2 separate regions of the Mus musculus genome follow, and region 1 is linked to region 2. The links are chromatin contacts, called in public HiChIP or PLAC-seq maps. All regions are on one chromosome and are shown on one strand. Each heading gives the region's core, a stretch centred on a gene start, on an enhancer-like site or on the middle of the called end of the contact. The rest is flanking DNA. Distances are from core to core; before and after follow the strand shown.

Evidence for each region. HiChIP or PLAC-seq counts read pairs in DNA pulled down with a chosen protein or histone mark.
Region 1: a contact with region 2 is called in an H3K27ac HiChIP or PLAC-seq map of embryonic stem cells, with 5 read pairs. The contact joins two enhancer-like sites. A contact is called at or near these places in 3 of 484 Hi-C or Micro-C datasets (the 63-12 cell line, the HPC-7 cell line and bone marrow-derived macrophages), 5 of 115 datasets of contacts at active chromatin or transcription factors (bone marrow-derived macrophages, embryonic stem cells, forebrain and 1 more) and 1 of 9 other capture datasets (liver).

What each region holds. Positions count from the first base shown.
Region 1 is chr9:40,614,600-40,618,217 of GRCm38.p6, forward strand. No RefSeq gene overlaps it. Among named protein-coding and RNA genes, the nearest start is that of Gm39319, 50 kb to the right of the region's middle. Within about 2 kb of position 1,427, at least 63 of the 459 cell types and tissues checked have an H3K27ac peak or open chromatin away from gene starts, as enhancers often do. A contact at or near this core is called in bone marrow-derived macrophages, embryonic stem cells and forebrain, where this site is marked.
Region 2 is chr9:40,395,496-40,399,361 of GRCm38.p6, forward strand. The region is part of intron 2 of Gramd1b (GRAM domain containing 1B); the gene reads right to left. Among named protein-coding and RNA genes, the nearest start is that of Gm51668, 20 kb to the right of the region's middle. Within about 2 kb of position 1,781, at least 137 of the 459 cell types and tissues checked have an H3K27ac peak or open chromatin away from gene starts, as enhancers often do. A contact at or near this core is called in bone marrow-derived macrophages, embryonic stem cells and forebrain, where this site is marked.

The DNA.
Region 1 (3,618 bases), core at 177-2,676, 220 kb after region 2:
CCCCAGATTATAAGAATCAGTATCTGTAAAGATACTGATACGACTTTTATAAATATCAGGAGAGGAGTGTGTATAACATTACTCTTGTTTTATAGCAAGAGTAACTACTCTCAGCTTATATAAACCCAAATTGACTCATATTTCCTGTGTATTAAGAAGTCTTATATCACCAGATGCTGAACTAAAATGAAAACACATGTGATTAGTTAGAGCCACCTAGGAGACAAACCTCTGTGAGTGTCTATCAGGGAGTGTCAAGATGGGTTAATTGATGTAGAAAGTCTAACTAACTGTAGGCAGCACCACTCCACAGGCCAGGACCCCAGGCAGGGAGTGTCAAGATGGGTTAATTGGTGTAGAAAGCCCACCGTCAGTGTGAGCGGCACCACTCCACAGGCCAGGACGCCAGGCTGCAGATAAAGGAAAAGAGTGAGCCGAGCTGCTGCAGCCTTCAGCATGCTGTTTCCAAGCTTCAGATGCAACAGGCCTCGAACCCCTATCACCAGGACTCCCCCACCATGATGGGTTATACCCTCCCTGCTTTAAATTTCTTTGTTGGTATTTTATCATCACAGTGAGCGAGGAAACATACTACTCTGGCCGGCATATATGTGGAGCTTTATACAGTTAATATTGCTGTTATTGGACTGGGGAGATGGCCCAGTAGGTAAGAGCACTTGCTCTGCAAACATGAGGACCTGAATTCAAATCCCCAGCACCCTGGGCAAGGCAACACATGCTTGTAAACTTAGCATTAAGGGGCAAAGATAGAAAGATTGTAAGAGCTGGCCGGCCAGCCAGACTAAGCAAAATAGTGAGCTTCAGGTTCAGGGACAGACCCTGATTCAACTCAATAAGGCCAAGAGTTATAGAAGAAGACCCCTTATGTCCGGCTCTGGCCCCAAATGCACAGGCTTGAGCATGCATACCCAGACACCATGTGCACGCACCATTCATACATACTACAGACATATACAAATACATGTTATCGGCATTTTTTCTAGTTTCCTGACTTGAACATGAACATCACTGTTGGGAGGTGCTTTGGTTTGGATACACTCTGAGCACGTCTTTCAGTAATATTCAAAAACGGTAGTCTTTCAGGGTCTGGTGATTTCTATGGCCATTCCCTTCCAAAAATCAGTCTCCTTTATCAACCAAGCCCAGTAATGCCAAGATACACCAGAGCCTTGACAGTCGGTGTCACCCTTTTCACTCCTAATTGCGGTGACCAATCATTTTTCCAACTGTACACGTAACAGATCCAGGGTTAAAACCAGGGCAAACCCCACTTCAGATCCTGCTCTGGCTCCCTTGTCCCTCTGTTACGACAACCCCATTTGGTGTGTATTGTAGCAGGAGGAGTCTGTCTCCTTGCTCACACATTCTAGTCTTTCTCTGAGTGAGGAAGTATAGCTAACCAACTGCGTGTTCTCTGCACTTAGTCAGTCACGGCACACTGCAGATGTTCCCCCATCGTTCAGGAGCAGTGCTGAGGAATTATTTCTGAGCAGCCTCTGCCAGGCATGTGGCTGAGAGACACCTGGAGAGAGAAAATAAAATCCATTGACAGAGTGAGTGTTCTGGGGAACGACTGGACTTTCTCATTTTCCTTCTGGGCTGTGGTGTCAACTGAGGACGCTGTCGTGGGAAGATGTGGAAGAAGGGTACGGATGGGTTCCTCAGGAATCAGGGGTCGGAAAGGAGCAGGAGAGCCAGCATTCTTGAGCTATACTAAAATGATCGAAGGTTCCAAACTCACCATCTCAGGTACTTAAATTTTTGCATCAATTTGAAGTAAACGACTGCGCCATACACCTTCTATCACACAAGTAGCTCCAGTGCCTTTGTTTTAAAAAACAAAAAACAAAACAGAACAGAAACACCAGTTTGGGTAGCTAAGAAAGGCGGAGCCCCAGAGCCCAACCCTTAGAAATATGAAGAACCTGCTGGAGCCCACCATGGCCACTAGGTGGCACTAGTACAGAGCTAATTCAGAGGCCAGGTCTCTGCAACCATCCTCCTAAAACCCTCTCCTTTATCAACTTAGGTCAGTAATACGGAGATACACTGGAAACCGGAGCTTGAATCCGGCTGCTCTTATAATCCCATAGCGAGCCTTTTATGTGATTGCTGCATTTATCATTAATAGCGCATTTGCTCTGCATCAGGAGCCTGAATTAGCAGAGGTTTAATAACGGGAAGCAGCCTAATGTTTACACTAAGCTAAGCAAGGTCACCCGGGTATTCAGAGAAATGACCCGAACAGTCTCCCAGCAGGATTAATGTAAATGAAGCATTTCTTTGATTAGCTTTGTTCAGCTGCCCTCCCCTCCCCCGCTTTTAAAATGACCGGTTTCAGAGGATCACAGTTTAATTACATAATCATATAAAATAATATTTAATAAAGCACAGAGCAAACAAGCATAATGAGCAACATTTTCTGGCTATTACCAGCAACTGGAGGCAGCCAGATACAGGCTTAATTCTTTAATCTTGCAGATCCGCTGTTAGGGAAGGATCTGAAACACAATCCACGGGATGGTGAGGGTTAAATGGTGTGTGGACCACAGTGCATAGAACGTGTGCAACAAAAGAAAGCCCCTTTCCTCCTCACCAGTGACAGGGCTTCGCATCAATAATTAAAATGGATGTCTGCACGGCTCCTGTACAAACTACGGCCGGAGAACTTTATTCCTTTGAAATCACTTCACATCCACCCGTCCTTTTCACCTTGCAAGCCTCAGAACATAGCTACTGCTACCGAGGAGATGGGATGGGGAGGGGAATATTTAAAACACATTTTAAGGATAAATGCAGACGTCTACATCTTGAGCTGGCTTGGCCCACGTGGCTCACTTTCCTCAAGATTTGCACATTCAGTTGCCAGCGTTCTTCCTGCTGTGGCTTCATTACCTCCACCCCGGGGGCGGGAGGCTGGGGGCAGGAGGCTGGGGGCGGGAGGGGGGGTGATGGGTGTACAGACGGACGGGGACAGAGGACCGGACTGGAATGTGGGTTGTGTCTGGTTTCAAGTGGGCAGAAACGGAAGGGCGGGATGTGGTTTTGAAATTCAGGAAACCTCTCTCTAGCTCTCCAGGAGGTCAGGATAAATCTTGAGTAATTCATAGTCAGAAATTCAGGTGAGGGAAGGCTTGCCTAGGATGGAGTTTGGCATAAAGGAAAGCAGTTGGCCCGGAATCCGCAGACACAGAAGCTGCATGGCTCCGCTATTGTCGTAAAAGGATGTGTCTGGGTTTTGTTCCAGGTTTCTGGGAGGAAGCTTGTAAAACCCTTGATTTCCCAAGTTCTAGGAGCCCCTGAGTTTGTAGTAATGAGCCGGCTCTGGGTAGTGGCTAGTTCTCACGTAAGCCTACTATGACCAAGAGACCGAGCACAGAGAGGGTGGGGAGCCAGAGACTGAGTGTACCAATTATGCCGGCATATCAAACGCTCCGTAAAAAGCCTGGATGCTGCAGCTTGTTGAGCTTATGGGTTAGTAAACCCAACCATGCAAAGACTAATGGACCATGAGAAAGGACCATACGGGATGCTTTCAGAATCCGCATCATGTCCTTTGCTTGGTCCCAATTTGTATCCTTTAGAAAAAAAAAACCT
Region 2 (3,866 bases), core at 531-3,030:
GGGGAGCAGAAATGTTTCACATCTGAAAAGTATGTCAGATTTAGAGATATTTACATAGGTTTTCTCAGATGAACCGTTCTAATTCAAAATATTTTAAATGCTCCAAAATCCTCAACCAGTAATAGAATTTAGGTCGAGGAATAATAACAACAAATAATAATAACAAAACAAATTCTAATTTAATGCCAAGGAGATTGATTCATGCCTTTAATCCCAGTATTTAAGAGGCTGAGGCGATAGATAGATAGATAGATAGATAGATAGATAGATAGATAGATAGATAGATAGACAGATAGCTCACTCAGCAGGTAAAGGTTCTATCACATCTATTTCTGTAACTCTGATGAATTTTTTAATAAGTCCCATTCTATGATCATGGTTGAATCTACTGGGGGCGAGGGGGTAGGAAGAGGAGAGACCTTTCTCCTACTCAATGAGGGTACCCCCACTAGACTCCTTTACAAATCCAAGAGCATGGGGACTGTGCCACACCACAGATATCGCACTGTCCTCTTTACTCAGAAGCCTGACAAGTTCCCTCTGACTATCGTGTGGCCTTCAATCCTCTCTCTGTGCCTGGGCTGACAATCAAATGTGCAGACAGAAGGCAGAAAGCTGGTGCCTACCAAAGAGGACATTCTATTTCATCAAAATCGCACAGAGACCAATTCCTTGATAACTGGAGTCTGCCTAGTCTCTCCGATGACTCAATCCATCTACCTACTCAGTTCTTAAGGAACTATCACCAGGTAAGGAAGGTGGTATACACCTGTAATCCCTTGTGTACTCACAAGGCAGAGACAGGAGCAACTGCACACACTTTGAGCCTCGCTGATCTACATAGTGAGTTCCAGGCTAACTGGGGCTACTTGGCAAGCTCTGACTCAATAGATCAAACAACCAAAACCTGGCACACATCCCTGGAAGGTGAACTTGTGTCAGCAGTGTTGAGAGAGCATCAACAGAAGCCTAAGGCAGTTCAGGCCTTGAACCCACCAGCCTCAGACATAATGTAATTTGGTACAGAACAGACAACCTGCAATGGTTGGGGAGGTATATATTTCAGAGTACAAAGAATATTCTGAGAAAAAAAAAGAAACAAAAAAAACTATATATATATATATATATATATATAGGTCTTTTTTTTTTCAAGACAGAGTTCTCTGTATAGCCCTGGCTGTCCTAGAACTCACTTTGTAGCCCTGGCTGGCCTCGATCTCAGAAATCTGCCTGCCTCTGCCTCCCAAGTGCTAGGATTAAAAGCATGCACCACCACCGCCAGGCCAGAAAATGATATTTAAAAGGGTAGAAACAGCTGCTGCAGGGGCCATTGGATTCATACCTCTTCTACTTAGCAAAAAGGACGTGAGAGATTCCTTATGAAATAACCCTCCAGCCTATACGCTTGCTTTTGAAACTAGAGACCTGAGGCTCCCTGTTCTCCAACCCATTTCACTTCGCCTAATAAGTTAGCGAAGGGGCAAGAGAGAAACACTCCTTTACAATATTCTCTGTCTGGGGCAATTATTCATACTAATCACTCTACCTTAGGTAGCTGCTTAATCACTGCACTTAAGCACCAAGTTAAGGAGAGGAAGTGATAAAGACCCAGAAGGCTTTGAGAAGGTCAGGTTTTGACAGCCGAGTGGAAGGTGATGTGAGAAATCCAGTCTCCAACTCCCTGAGCACAGATCTGAGGCAGAACACTGCACCTGCTTCTGCTAGAAGAGCCTTCATGGCAGCAGCAGCAGCAGCAGCCGCTTGGGAGGTTGGACTACAAGGAAGCCAGTGTGGTTGTTTCAAACCCTGGTCAGAGAAACTTCCCCAGCACTGCATTCTGGGAGTTGTAGTTCTGAGCAGCAGGCATTTGGCAGCCATGTTTGCACTGCTTTCAGAGTATACAACTGCATTTTGATTTCTGTACCAAGATTATAAATCTACAATCAGATGTCTTTTCTAAAAAGGTCAAATCCCTTCTCTCTAGCTTCTGGGTGCTGTGGGAAACTGAAAAGAAGGCAATGAGACTGGGAAAGACTCACAGAACTGTAAGGAACTTGAAAAAATGAGGAGTCTTAGCTCTCTAGTAGACTCTCTGGTTATAAAAGATGGGTTCTTTGGAAGGACAAACAGGAAGAGAGCAAGGGCAGCAGGCGTTCCCTTGCAAGTGTATATCTGCATGAGTGACTTTCTCATCCTTTGCTTGTTAGCCATCAACCTTCAGCAAAGCACTGAGCATAAGGAAAGGCTGAGACTTAAATTCTAACTCAACCATTCACCTCTGTGTAACATTGGGTAAATTGCTTGGCCTGACTGTGTCCCCATTTCCTTATCTATAAGTCAGGGATGTTACAAAACTAAAGCATTTGTAAAGCCAGAAAACACTGTAAAGGGCTTGGATTCGTGTCTGGCAAAGAAATACTAAGTCAGAGTTTGTGTCTGTGTTCATTTGTTATTCAATGGTAGTCTTCCCCTTTGCCAAGCAACCCCTCACCCCAGGGTGTACATTCCAAGTCTCTCCCAGAATTCACCATAAGGGCAGGTACGCAGCAGGGAAACCCAGAGCTGTTGATGAGGCTAAACAGAGACATGAAAGCAGTGCAGCAAACAAAAGAGTCAATAGAATAAGACTAGGAGAAAGAATGTGTACCAAGGATGCTACCGGGGAACATCAATGACGCTAGACACTAAGAGAAAGCTGGACCTGGGCTCAAACAGAAGGCCACACACGGCACGGGTCTATATTCCCATCACTCAGAAGGCCGAGATGGAATGGCGTGAGTTCAAGGCCAGCCAGGAGTGTGGAGGTGGAGGCAGAAGGATAAGATATTAAAAGACATCCTTGGCTACATAGTGAGTCAGAAGCCAGCCTGGGCTACATGAGACGACACCCCCCCCCAAAAAAAAAAACCCTAACACCGTAATCTACAAGGCAATCAGAAACGTGGACCCGGTTGAGCATGAAGGGAAAAGGAGAGCAAGTGACTAAAGGCAGGGTGGGAATGACCACGGGAGGATAAGATGGAGCACCAGAGAGCTGGGGACAGAGAGATGCTGTCTTGGGAAAAGCCAGAGATGTGAGAACCACCCCTGCACAGGTCAGGTTCAAATCAGACTTGCAAAAGTGAGCTGCTCTCTGGAGAAGTGGGGGCTTAGAGTGGAAGAAGTTTAGATGAGGAAGGAACAAGGGTAGTAGGAAGGGGCACAGTAGGAGATAAGATAAAATGATTGGTTTTAGGACACCCCCTGCCCGCCATCTTCCTGTTTGCTGTAAATGGTTAGTGGTTCCTGGGCTATGTACCAGGCAGATATTAAGAAAACAGAAGCTGTATGCCTAGGCTAGCTAGGCACAGTTCTATTAAATTAATTCATGTTTAGAACAGGGTCACTGGAGGCTGAGATGTTCTGTTCCTCTGATGTTTAGAGGTCTATGACAACTCGCATCAGAAGCTGTTGTGAAACGCATTAACTGGAACACTCCTGAGCCTGGGCAGGCATTCATGAAGTTAAGATCGCAGCCTAGGGACCTGCATATTAATCAAGCTCTTCTTCGCAGTCTCAGACACATACAGGGCCAAGAACCACAGCCTTGGCGATACAACAGAACACTCGCTATCCAGAGGGTGTGGACACTAACCCACTCATGTACAGGAAGGGTTACAGCTTAGATTTGTAAGTATATTCTTATTTTGTACTTAAAATCTCTCCATCACCATACAAACGACACACTGCGATTTTAGTACAGAAGGGCACAGCCACCATGCATTGGTAACACATATCAAATATGGCTTTGCAACCATGCTGATGTGATCTCCCCGGCCCCACCCCACCTCCCCACCCCCACCCCACTCCCAATACAATAACTGCAG